2 separate regions of the Mus musculus genome follow, and region 2 is linked to region 1. The links are chromatin contacts, called in public promoter capture Hi-C maps. All regions are on one chromosome and are shown on one strand. The core of a region is the stretch at or near the end of the contact, and the rest is flanking DNA. Distances in the headings are between cores, read along the strand shown.

Region 1 (5,317 bases), core at 2,022-4,521:
CCAAAGGGCTCAGACTCTAAGACCAACACTTGGCAAATGGGAACTCATGAAACTGCAAAGGTTCTGTAAAGCAAAGGACACTGTCATTGGACAAAACAGCAGCCTGCAGATTAGGAAAGGGTTTTCCCCAACCCTATGTCTGACAGAGAGATAATATCTAAAATTTACACAGAACTCAAGACCTTAGACATAAACAACCCAAACAGCGCAATTTAAAAATGAGGTACAGAGCTAAAAAAGAGAATTCTCAAATGGCTGAGAAACACTTAAATGTTCAAAGTCCTTAGTCATCAGCGATATCAAAAAACTCTGAGGTCACACCTTACACCCATCACAAGGACTAAGATCAAAACCTCAAGAGACAGCACATGTTGGCGAGGATGTAGACCAAGGGGAACACTTCTTCACTGCTAGTAGGAGTGCAAACTTGTACAACCACTTTGGAAGTCAATTTGGTGGTTTCTCAAAAACCTGGGAATAATTTTACCTCAAGATTCAGCTATACCAACAAGAAGGAAGGCCCAATCTACAAATCTCACAAGGAGGAATAAAATAGTAATAAGAGGCAGATGGAGGGAGGGGAATGGGAGGGGGGAATGAGGAGGGGAATGGGGGTTATTCAGGATCAGGTGTGGGGATAGACAGGAGAGGTGGCTAGATGGTCACGAGAATGAATGGAAATCTGCAACTGACAGGGGTGGGGTGCATCTCCAGGATGAGACAGACACCTGAGATAAAGGAGGCACCCAAGAATCAATGGGGATGACCTTAGCTGTGACTCACAACATTGGAGATATGGAACCTGAAGAGGCCTCCGCCTTTAGCCAGGCAGAAATCCCAGTGGAGCAATAGAGACACCAACCCACCCACAAAACTTTCAACCCAAAATTTACCCTGTCTTTAAGGAATGTAGGCACAGAGGATGGAGCAGAGAGGGAGGGAATGGCCAACCAATAACCAACCCAACTTGAGACCCATTCCATGGGCAAGCACTAATCCCTGACACTATTAATGATATTCTGTTATGCTTGCAGACAGGAGCAAGTTGCCCTCTGAGAGGCTCCACCCAGCAGCTGACTCAGACAAATGTAGACACCCATAGACAAATAGTGGATGGAACTTGGGCATTCTTATGGAAGAATAGGAGCAAGAATTGTAGGCCCCAAAGGACGACCAACAGAGTCAACTAACCTGAACCCTTGGGGCTTGCAGAGTCTGAAACACCAACAAAAGAACATACACAAGCTGGACCTAGGCCTCCCCACACATATGTAGCAGATGTGTGGCTTGGTCTTCATGTGGGTCTGAAACAACCAGAATGAAGACTATCCCAAAAGCTGTTGCCTGTACGTGGGATATGTTACTCTAGCTGAGCTGCCTTGTCTGGCCTCAGAGGGAGAGGAAGTGCCTAGCCTCACAGAGATGTGACATGCAGGGTTGAGGTGATACCCAGGGGGGGGGCCCACCTGCTCAGAGGAGAAGGGGATGGAGGAAGGATTGTGGGAAGGCATGACCGGGAGTGAGGCAGTGAATGGGATGTAAAGTGAATAAATTGAAAGAAATTAAATTAAAAATAAATAAATAAATAAAAAACAAAACCTACTGGTTCCGCTGCTTCCACAGCCTGAGTGCCAGGATCAGGAATGAGTATTGCAGTGCCCAGTTTATATGATGCTGAGGACTGAAGCCAGAGCTTCACAAGTGCTAGACAAGCGCTCTACCAACTGAGATCAGCCCCAGGACCTTCAGCTTACTTTCTGTACATAGATAAGTGACAAGCACGTGACCTTACACTGGCAAATTATCATCTCCCACCTGCTTCATGCCCATGCTGTTGAAGATGACACATGGATATGATTCTTTTCCAGTGGCTAATTTCCCTGAAAATACATCCTCGTGAATAAATACTTCTGTGGGCAAATCTCTGATGGTGCATTCTCTCTTAAAACAACCATAAGTATTGAAGGCTATTGTGCCTCCTTTTCACTTGTCTTGGAGGTCATGCACACATGCTAAATGAATGCTCAGGAAGACTATAAACTGCCCAGTGGATCAGGGAATAAACACCAGATCCTATTACCAAAACTTCCCTGATAGAACCAACTTCCGCAATTCACCTTTTCTACACTGATAAATATCCTAATTGGGAAATACCAACTCTCAATTGATTAGTGGCATGTCATGATATAATGTATAAGGGGCACTCTGGGTGCTGTTTGTCCTCTGGTGGCATCTTAAAAACTGTAGGTGTTTCTTTACTTAGCATCAATTTAGAGTAGGTGTCGAATGGGAAACGTAAGCTCACCTTAATTCTGTGAAAGACAACAGTACCTTAATGACCAGTTCTATCTATATTAGGAAAATATTGATAGGCATGTTATTTCTCTTCTCTCTGCTCTCGTGCAGGTCTGGGTTACTGTCCCAACTAAGAAGCTTAAAATTCACAGTAAATAAGTAGAACTACATAGCTGCGATTGGTCATGTAAATTATCCATGGTCTCCAAAGGTGGCTCGAGCCACAGGGAAGACAGTAAAAAACTGCCTCCTCCGGAGATTTTTCACAAGCTCCAAAACTGGTCTGAAACCTTAGATGGACGACTTTGAAACAGTTCACAATACATGAAGGGGTTCAGGCTTTCCTGCTGTTTCTAACTTTTGACTGAGTACCCCATTGCAGAGCGCGAGAGTGCACTGGTAGCACAGCGGTGCACGGGGCGGGCGCAATTGGAAATTCTGTCTGACTCAACAAGGGAAGGCTATGTTTTCTGTTTCTTCAAGCCGAGCTGAGCTCACAGCGGCGGGAGTACCTGAGGACTATGGTAGATGAGGATTCTGGGGTTATGCCCTCTTACTTGGAAACAATGCAGGGGAATGGGTAGCCTGCGGGAGTGGGTAGCCCTGGGCTGATATTCCCGTAGGAACCGCTCACCACCCCACCCCATCCCCCACCATGCCTGGCTGTGGTGGCTGCTCGAGAGTGGTCGCACTTCCCACACTGAGCAACGCTGTCCACCCACCCTGAGGCCACCAAGCCGTCTCTGATCGCGGTCGTCCACCCTCCGGTGTCATCTTGCACCAAATGTGGAGTTTATGGCCTGGGACCTCGGGACCTCCCTGAAGCTCCTTAGGAGATGTGTACATTGGGTATGGAGTCTCAGGGAACTCACCAGCCTGCACCGGATTCTCTGCTACCTGGATTCAGCACCTTTAGGCTTGCTGCTGCGCCCGCCCCGATTCCTCCTGAAAGCTCTCTATTCTTAAACTCCAGAGTGAAACCGGATATTGCCTGCACTTAGTTGTGGGGATGGAGAACTGAAACTGAAACTGCACACACAGGCTTGTGCTGACTTTCTGAGAAGCTTCTGCTTTTCCTGGAAAGAAAACGGAATCTGTGGGGAACAAGTCCATAGTCTTCCCTGCCAGATGGGCGGCGGATGAAAACAAGTCGCTGATTCTCTAAATACTGACTTCTATTGGGAAATACAGAATGCTGCAACAGAAATGTGCCAGCTCCTGCCACTGGCTTATTCCAAGAGGTTGACACCAACGAGACGTTTTTACCTTAAAAAACGCGCAACTCGTGCATGATAGTAATACTGTACATATTAAAAAGGTAATGGGTTGTTTCTGTGCATTGGATACCTCATGTGATATATGATGCAGACTGGGTTAACATAGCTATCTCTTCAAACTGTTAACACTTCTTTTTTGAGATGTATGCCACAGTCACCATCATTTATCTTGCTGTGCAGCAGCACATATGAAAGTCTGGCTTCTCCCTTTTTCATGTCCCCTACGGGTTAGCTTGCTATGCCTTCTACTATATGGAGGTTTTTTTTTTTTTTGTTTTTTTTTTTTTTTTTGGCAAAACCGAAATGAATTACAACAGGTGTTTTGGGAAAGAAAGAAAAAAAGCTTTGTCTTAAGTGACTGTCCAGATGTCTGGTAACATACAACAGACTAAGCTGTCATCTTTGTTTGGTTAAATGTCTTGGTGCATTTTAAATTCACAAATATTCATGTCAGGGTGATTCTGTGATTGGAATGTAACCTCGTGTTGTGTTAAGGAACATCTACATACAGACCAGACTAGTGAAGTATCCATGTCTGATGCTTTCTTACAGGCCCCTCGGAATCATCTTTCTGAGCTAGGGAGGAGGTGGGGCTTGGTCAGGCCTGAGAACCATCATGTAGTGTGTCCTCAGGTTATCCTTCAGGTGGGAACATCAATTTGATTCCCATCTGTTAGTTTGACTGAGGTAAATTTCTCCCATAGAACAAAGTTAAGTGTGAACTCTGTGGAATAGCAGTTGTCAGACTCAAGGCTAGGACACGAATGCACTTCATTGCAGTAACGCTGGATGAACTAGGCATGTCTGGAGTCAGGGCACGGGGCAGACACTTAAGTGTTAAAGCTTTCACAACCCTCTCTTTTATGTTGCTTTTTAAAAGACATAATGGATCTATTTCAGATGGACCTGCTGTGAGGATTTGTATATGCTCAGCCTAGAAAGTGGCACTATTAGAAGGTGTGGCCCTGTTCAAGTAGGTGTGGCCTTTTTGGAGTGGGTGTGTCACTTTGGGTGTGGGCTTTAAGACCCTCATCCTATCTCCCTGGAAGTCAGTATTCTGCTAGCAGCCTTCAGATGAAGATGTAGAATTCTCAGCTCTGCCTGTACCATGCCTGCCTAGATGCTACCATACTCCCACCTTCATGATAGTGGACTGAACATCTGAACCTGCAAGCCAGCCCCATTTAAATGTTGTCCTTTATAAGAGTTGCGTTGGTCATGGTGTCTGTTCACAGTAACAAAACCCTAACTAAGACACCTGGAGCACAATGAGACCTCCCTGAAATCATCAGGAATAATGACCCAACATGTGGGAAATGCTGTAATAATGGGAGTTCAAGGATAGACTCGAGATGGATCTGAAACTCCAATGAACCATATGCCTTTGCCGTTGCCTCTGGGTACATGCATTTGGGTAATTCCACACTTCCCTTCCGCACTGTCGGGCACTTCCCAGGCCTCAGCCAGACTTGACCATGAGCTCCAGCACTTTCTCTTGCTTTTCTTAGGTGGTTTTCTTTACAGCCACCTCTATTTTCTCCTTTGTTTGGTCAATGCACCTTTTTAGTGGCCATGGATTACTACTGTCTCTCTTCTGTTCTTAGCCATTTCTTTGAGTGTCTCCCTCATGACCCACTTGGCACTGTGCAGACGCTGTGGAGAAAGGGAAGAAAGCAGACGGCCTGGGCTATTTTCTCTTGAGCCATGGAGCTTTTGGAATGTAGTGGGAAAGGCCCTGCTCAGCT
Region 2 (5,317 bases), core at 815-3,314, 2.0 Mb before region 1:
CTGGTTTTCAGGTATATTTTGGAAGTAAGAATAAGAAAGGCTAGGTAATTGCCAGTATATGCAGTACATAGGAAGGAGTCAACAAGACATCTGAGTTTGAAGTTAAGATTGGGTGGACAACCACCATGGCATACAGGTAGCCATAAGTTCTTCCTACTCTAGTCCTAGCATGTACTGACATTTCTTTGCAATGCAATTCTGTCACTCTTCCCATTCGGCTGTGGAGTTGGGAAGAGTTGTTCACCTGTGGCGTGGTCTGGGGACTTACTCTGACAAGTCTAATGTGATGGAGTTTGGATCTATTTACACAGTGGGAGGATCTGGCTTTCTGTTTTTAGCCTTGTCTCCCAGGAGGGAATCTGTGATCTCCATGGCAAGGTCTTAAGAGGCTTCTGCTCTTTTGGAGTATTGTCCTGAGACGGCTGTGAAAAAGAAGTCAGTCATTTACTGGGAGATGAGTTAGCAGCAGAACTGAGCGGTCCCTGTTAATGGCACTGACTAGAACTACAGTAGCTTTGGGTTTTTAGTTAAATTCACCAACTAGCTCAAACAGTGCATCCATGAGGGAACTGCTTCACTAACATAAAGGATGGTTAAATTGTTTAAAAACATTGATTGGCAAGGGGGTGGGGGCAGGTATTTACAAAGCCATAGCCTACTGAGATTTTGAAGATAGTTTGAAAACATTACTCCTTTGTTACTTTTGGTAGTGGTAACACATTCAAACGACTACAATGGGAGGGAAAAGCCAACAATTTACTTATGTTTCCAGTATAAAAGTTTAAAGGGATGTTCCCTAAGTGTTTTCTGAAGTACCAGATGTTTCAAAACAACATTGTATTGCAATGTAAGACGCTAAGAATCCACTCTTTGGACAAAGTAAGAAAAGCAGAGACAACGTTTGTGAACTATAAGACCTATGAAGAACAGAGTATTTAGAGACCTACGGTATAATTTTAACTTTCCAAAATCTTGGACAAATCACTTAAGTATCCTAAGTACAAAGACATGTAAATATGGGTGGAAAACTCCCATAGAGGAATTTACCAAAAATACAGTTGCTTCATGAGTAGCTAAGTAAGTCAAAACCAGGTTAACTCCTTTCAGAGATTTAGAACCCGTGTCGTCTGGTTAACGAGGAAAACCGCTTGTCTGGACCAAAACCCTTTAAGGTTTGGGAGTTTGTAAGCAGCGGTAGTTTCATTCACTTGTGTCTCACTCAAAGAAACGTCCCTCCTTTCTAAGCATTACTGACTATGTACCCTCTGTGCTCTGAAAAACCGATCCTAGCTGCCTGAAGCGAGGAAACCATCGTCTCTAGAGCTCCGGCTGGAATTCTGCCACGTTTCATTCCGGATGGAAGCGGCCGCTAAGGCAGCCCGTTCCACGGGCGGCTCCCAAGCGTGGCCCCGGGTTTGCCCTTCCACATCCGCGCTCTCCGACCAGCCTTGAGGCAGCCCCAGAGGCGGTCCACACTCACCGCTTGAAACGCAGTCGCCAGCAGCAAGCGCAGCCCCAGAGCGGGCCGCAGCCACCCACCCTGCCCTGCCGCCATCCCTGCGGTCTGCCGTCAATCTTCAGGGGTCTGAGGACCCCTGTGCCGGGGACGTCCACTGCACTGCCTGACGCGAAACCCGCCGCGAAAGGCCACTGCTACAAGCCTATTATCCCACAAAGACGAGTGTTAGTTAGGCGACCATGGGAGCCTGTAAGTGATCGATTGTTAAACAGTCCTCAGGTTCTTTTAGAGATTCAAATTAGGCATTTTCCTAAACTCCCCACACCGGGGCTTCTTATTCACGACATTCAATCGGCTATCCACGAAGCCCCAGCTCGGCCATCAGTAGCCCCGCCTCCTCCAAGTTTACCCAATCGGACAACGCCTTGCTTGAGTCCCGTGACAAGGAACCCAACCGTAAATCGAACCGAAAGGGCGAGAAGCGGCCTCTCTTCGGACCAATGAACACCACTGTACCGGAGGATGGGGGTGGAGCCTCTGGTTGCCGGGCAGCGTGCGTCAAGGCGTGCGCGTGGTGGCCGAGGGGGAGGGGAGGGGGCGGGCCGAGGGCGGCGCAGCCGCAGCCGCATCGCCACCGGAGGAGCGCGCGGCCGCGAGCGACCGAGGGAGGGAAGGGAGGAAGCGAGGGAAGAGGGCGTGCGGCCGTGGGGTCCCGAAGCCAGGGGGCAGCGGCAGCGGCAGCGGCAGGAGGGCGCCAGGGCCGTCGAGTGGGCCGGGGAGAAGCGTGCACCAGGCGGCCGGCGCTGGCTCCCGCGGGCGGGAGACCGGAGAGGAGGAGGGGGTCGCTGCGGCGCGGCAGTCCGCGCAGCTCCCGGGTCGGGGTCTCCTCCCGGCGCTTCGGTCGCCCTCGGGGCCCCGCTCCCCGCCCCCCGCGGTATGTCTTGATCGCGAGCGGCGGGTTTCATGGGGCTCCTCAGGATTATGATGCCGCCCAAGTTGCAGCTGCTGGCGGTGGTGGCCTTCGCGGTGGCGATGCTCTTCTTGGAGAACCAGATCCAGAAGCTGGAGGAGTCCCGGGCGAAGCTAGGTGAGGCAGCCGAGCGGTGCGCCGGGGCCGGGCTGGCGGGTGGGCATTGCCGGCTATAGCAAGTGGGCTTCCTCAGGGGGCCTCGGAGAACCTCGAGAGCTGGGACCCGGGCACGTCGAGCTCCCGCCACCGGGGAGGGAAGCTGGGCTGATGAGCTGCACGCGCGAGGTCTCTGGCCAGAGGGCTGCCCCGTCGGCCCTTCACTGAGAGAGGGGACCCAGGTCTGCCTGGAGCTGGTGCTGCTGGAGGACACAAACGCTCCCTCTCTCTTCTCTTCCAAATCGTTCTGCAAAGCCCCAGTCATGTGCAGAGATGGGGACTGGAATTTGAATTAGGGGCACCTGGGCACAGGATCCTTTGGGGATGGTGGTCGTGGGGAGATTCGTCGCGGGGAGATGGGTAGAAATGGAAGGAGACTCCGGGAATGATGGGGAGTGAAAGCGGCTCACCGTAGTGAGTGGCAGGCATGCCTGAGCCTAGGGCAGTAAGGGACCTTAGAACTGACAGCTTTGGTAGGCTGGCGGTGTGGGACAGCGGAGCCGATGATGGCACGAAAAGGAGACATCTGGGGGACTGAAGTTCTTTATGAGTGACGCTAAACTGGTTGATTTGGGCTTCAGAGTGGGGTCGTAAGTTTAGGCTGATTGCATGTACAAGAGGGGAACGTTGAGGGTTTGGAATTGCAGGGTTTACCTTGTGAAAGGAAAAGAGTGGGGAGAGTGAACCATATGGGTCTCTTAAAGCGTCTCTCTCAGTGCCCGAATGGAAAAGGGTGCTTGAAACACAAAATTGGAGTGCGAACTTGTGCAACAGCAGTCGAAAGCGCGGATAGTCGGGTGCTTCCGGATAGTGGAGAACTTTGGTATTTGGAAGTGCTCTGGAGACAGGGACTTAATCATTGACGCGTTTTGATTTAAAAATGTATGTGACACTTGAAAATCAGCTCAGAGAATGTAATTTGAATATGGGAAACAGCTTTTGCATACACTTTGACCTTGCCTGTTTCTTAAACACGATTTAAAGTTACCTTGAGGAACAGCTAGATGCAGCTTGGGGGTGCGGATTAATTTTCAAGAAAAGAAGTACCAGAAAAGAATTTAAATTTTATATATAGTAGATATTTCCAAGTTTTTGGTAGATTTTAAGGAAGCCTTGAACACATTTTAAAGAATAGTGTTATAAAAGCAAGAATCGTTTGATTGATGTCCAGCTCCGTGTGAAAGAGAAGCCAAAGGTACTTGCAGTCCAGTCCTCCTTTCTAGAGTGAAATTTGAAGAACTACTGAATGTATGTACTGGATTTAGAAAGGTTTTATGTGCTAAAAGTTATTCAGTTTAAATATTGAAGGTTGAACAGTATCTCCTTTTGCCTTTCACGTGGCTCATCTGTACAACATTTACAGTCAGAGTCTGGCCTCATTCATGATCCAGTTTTACAGGAAAGAAAGTGACTCAGCTTACAATAAATTAAAAGTTGTTAAAATGAGCACTTGTATTTACTATTTCTTCAATTGGCTTTTGGAATTCTCTAGCTGTAGAGGCTCAACCTGATTGAATGTGCCTATTGTCTTCCTGACCTAACAGTTTCCTCTCCAGCGCTTGGAAGCTGTTTGTGGACGCCACCAGAATAGCTGAGGATATAGAACACCACAGGTAGAACCATGCGTACCCTCATAGTTTTCATAAATGGGAAAAAAAAAGTCCTGTCAGGAATAAGTGCGTCCAAATGAGTATCTATGAGGGAAACAGCAATTATGCGCCAGAATAAATAATTCTGAGAGATAGGCCAGGGCTGACCACGGTGGGCCAGGCCTGTAGTTCAGTACTCTAAAAGCTGACACCCCAGGATGGTGAGTTCAAGACCAGTATGGGCTGCTGCATAGCATTATCCTGTCTTAAAGAAAAAAAAAAAAGAGAGAAAAAATAGCTTTCAAAGTAACCCAGAGATGCCGGCATGACAGATAATATAACTTTATATCAGCTCATTAATCTTCTGATTAGATTTTTTTTTGTAAATATTTTTATTTTTAAAAGACACAGGTGTTATGTTGTGTTTCCCAGGCTGGGCCAGAACTCCTGGCCTCAAGTGTTCTTCCTTCTTCATCCTTGAGAGAAATTGTAAATGTCCTTCACCTTGCCTCCTTCCCACTCCCACCCCCTTATAAAACCAGTATTGCTTAAAAGTCAGTACTGAGACACTGACCGTTATCCGGACTCCCCAGGAAAGAGACAAAAGACTCAGGTCGTGACTGGATAACTGTTGTCTGTGATATTCTTATCTAATCTTCCAAGAACTCCAGAGATAACTATTTTTCAAATACAGAATAATCCTTAAATTATATGATCAGGCCAGGATTGTATCACCAGTAAGTAACTGGTGGAGTCAGAATTGGAAGGCAGGTATGTTTGCTTCCTAATTGAGGACTCCTGTAATTACACAAGCGGTTTGAGACTTTGTAGTGGCATTCTACTGCAGTTGAGCTCTTTGAATAGCATTTATAAATTGTGTTATCGATGCATATATTGCTGAGAATGAATATTGTTCTGAGAAAACTCAATTTCTGACACAAAGGAATTGCTATAATGCCTTGCCCTTTGCTTATATCCATGTAATGAACGTAATTATATTACTCAGCGAAATGGGCTAAAATAGCTTGTTCCTGCTATTGAAGAAGAAAACCTTTGGTTGTTTGGTGTAATTGTAAGATGCAGCATTAAAAAGCATTTTTATTTTGGCATTGGAAGGCTATTGAACATTTTACCCTTAAAAAT

The links. Promoter capture Hi-C pulls out the DNA fragments that hold promoters and counts their contacts.
Region 2: a promoter capture Hi-C map of liver shows a contact between it and region 1, with 2.7 times the contacts expected there. The contact joins the promoter of Hs2st1 here to the promoter of Gbp7 in region 1. A contact is called at or near these places in 4 of 39 promoter capture datasets (the C10 cell line, liver, neutrophils and 1 more).

The regions. Positions count from the first base shown.
Region 1 is chr3:142,528,290-142,533,606 of GRCm38.p6, reverse strand. It overlaps Gbp7 (guanylate binding protein 7), which reads right to left and starts at 3,271. Exons shown (of 11, transcript NM_001083312.2): 1 at 3,168-3,271.
Region 2 is chr3:144,566,963-144,572,279 of GRCm38.p6, reverse strand. Hs2st1 (heparan sulfate 2-O-sulfotransferase 1) reads left to right here and starts at 2,064. Exons shown (of 7, transcript NM_011828.4): 1 at 2,064-2,546. The coding sequence starts at 2,423. It overlaps Selenof (selenoprotein F), which reads right to left and starts at 1,853. Exons shown (of 5, transcript NM_053102.2): 1 at 1,481-1,853. The coding sequence starts at 1,555.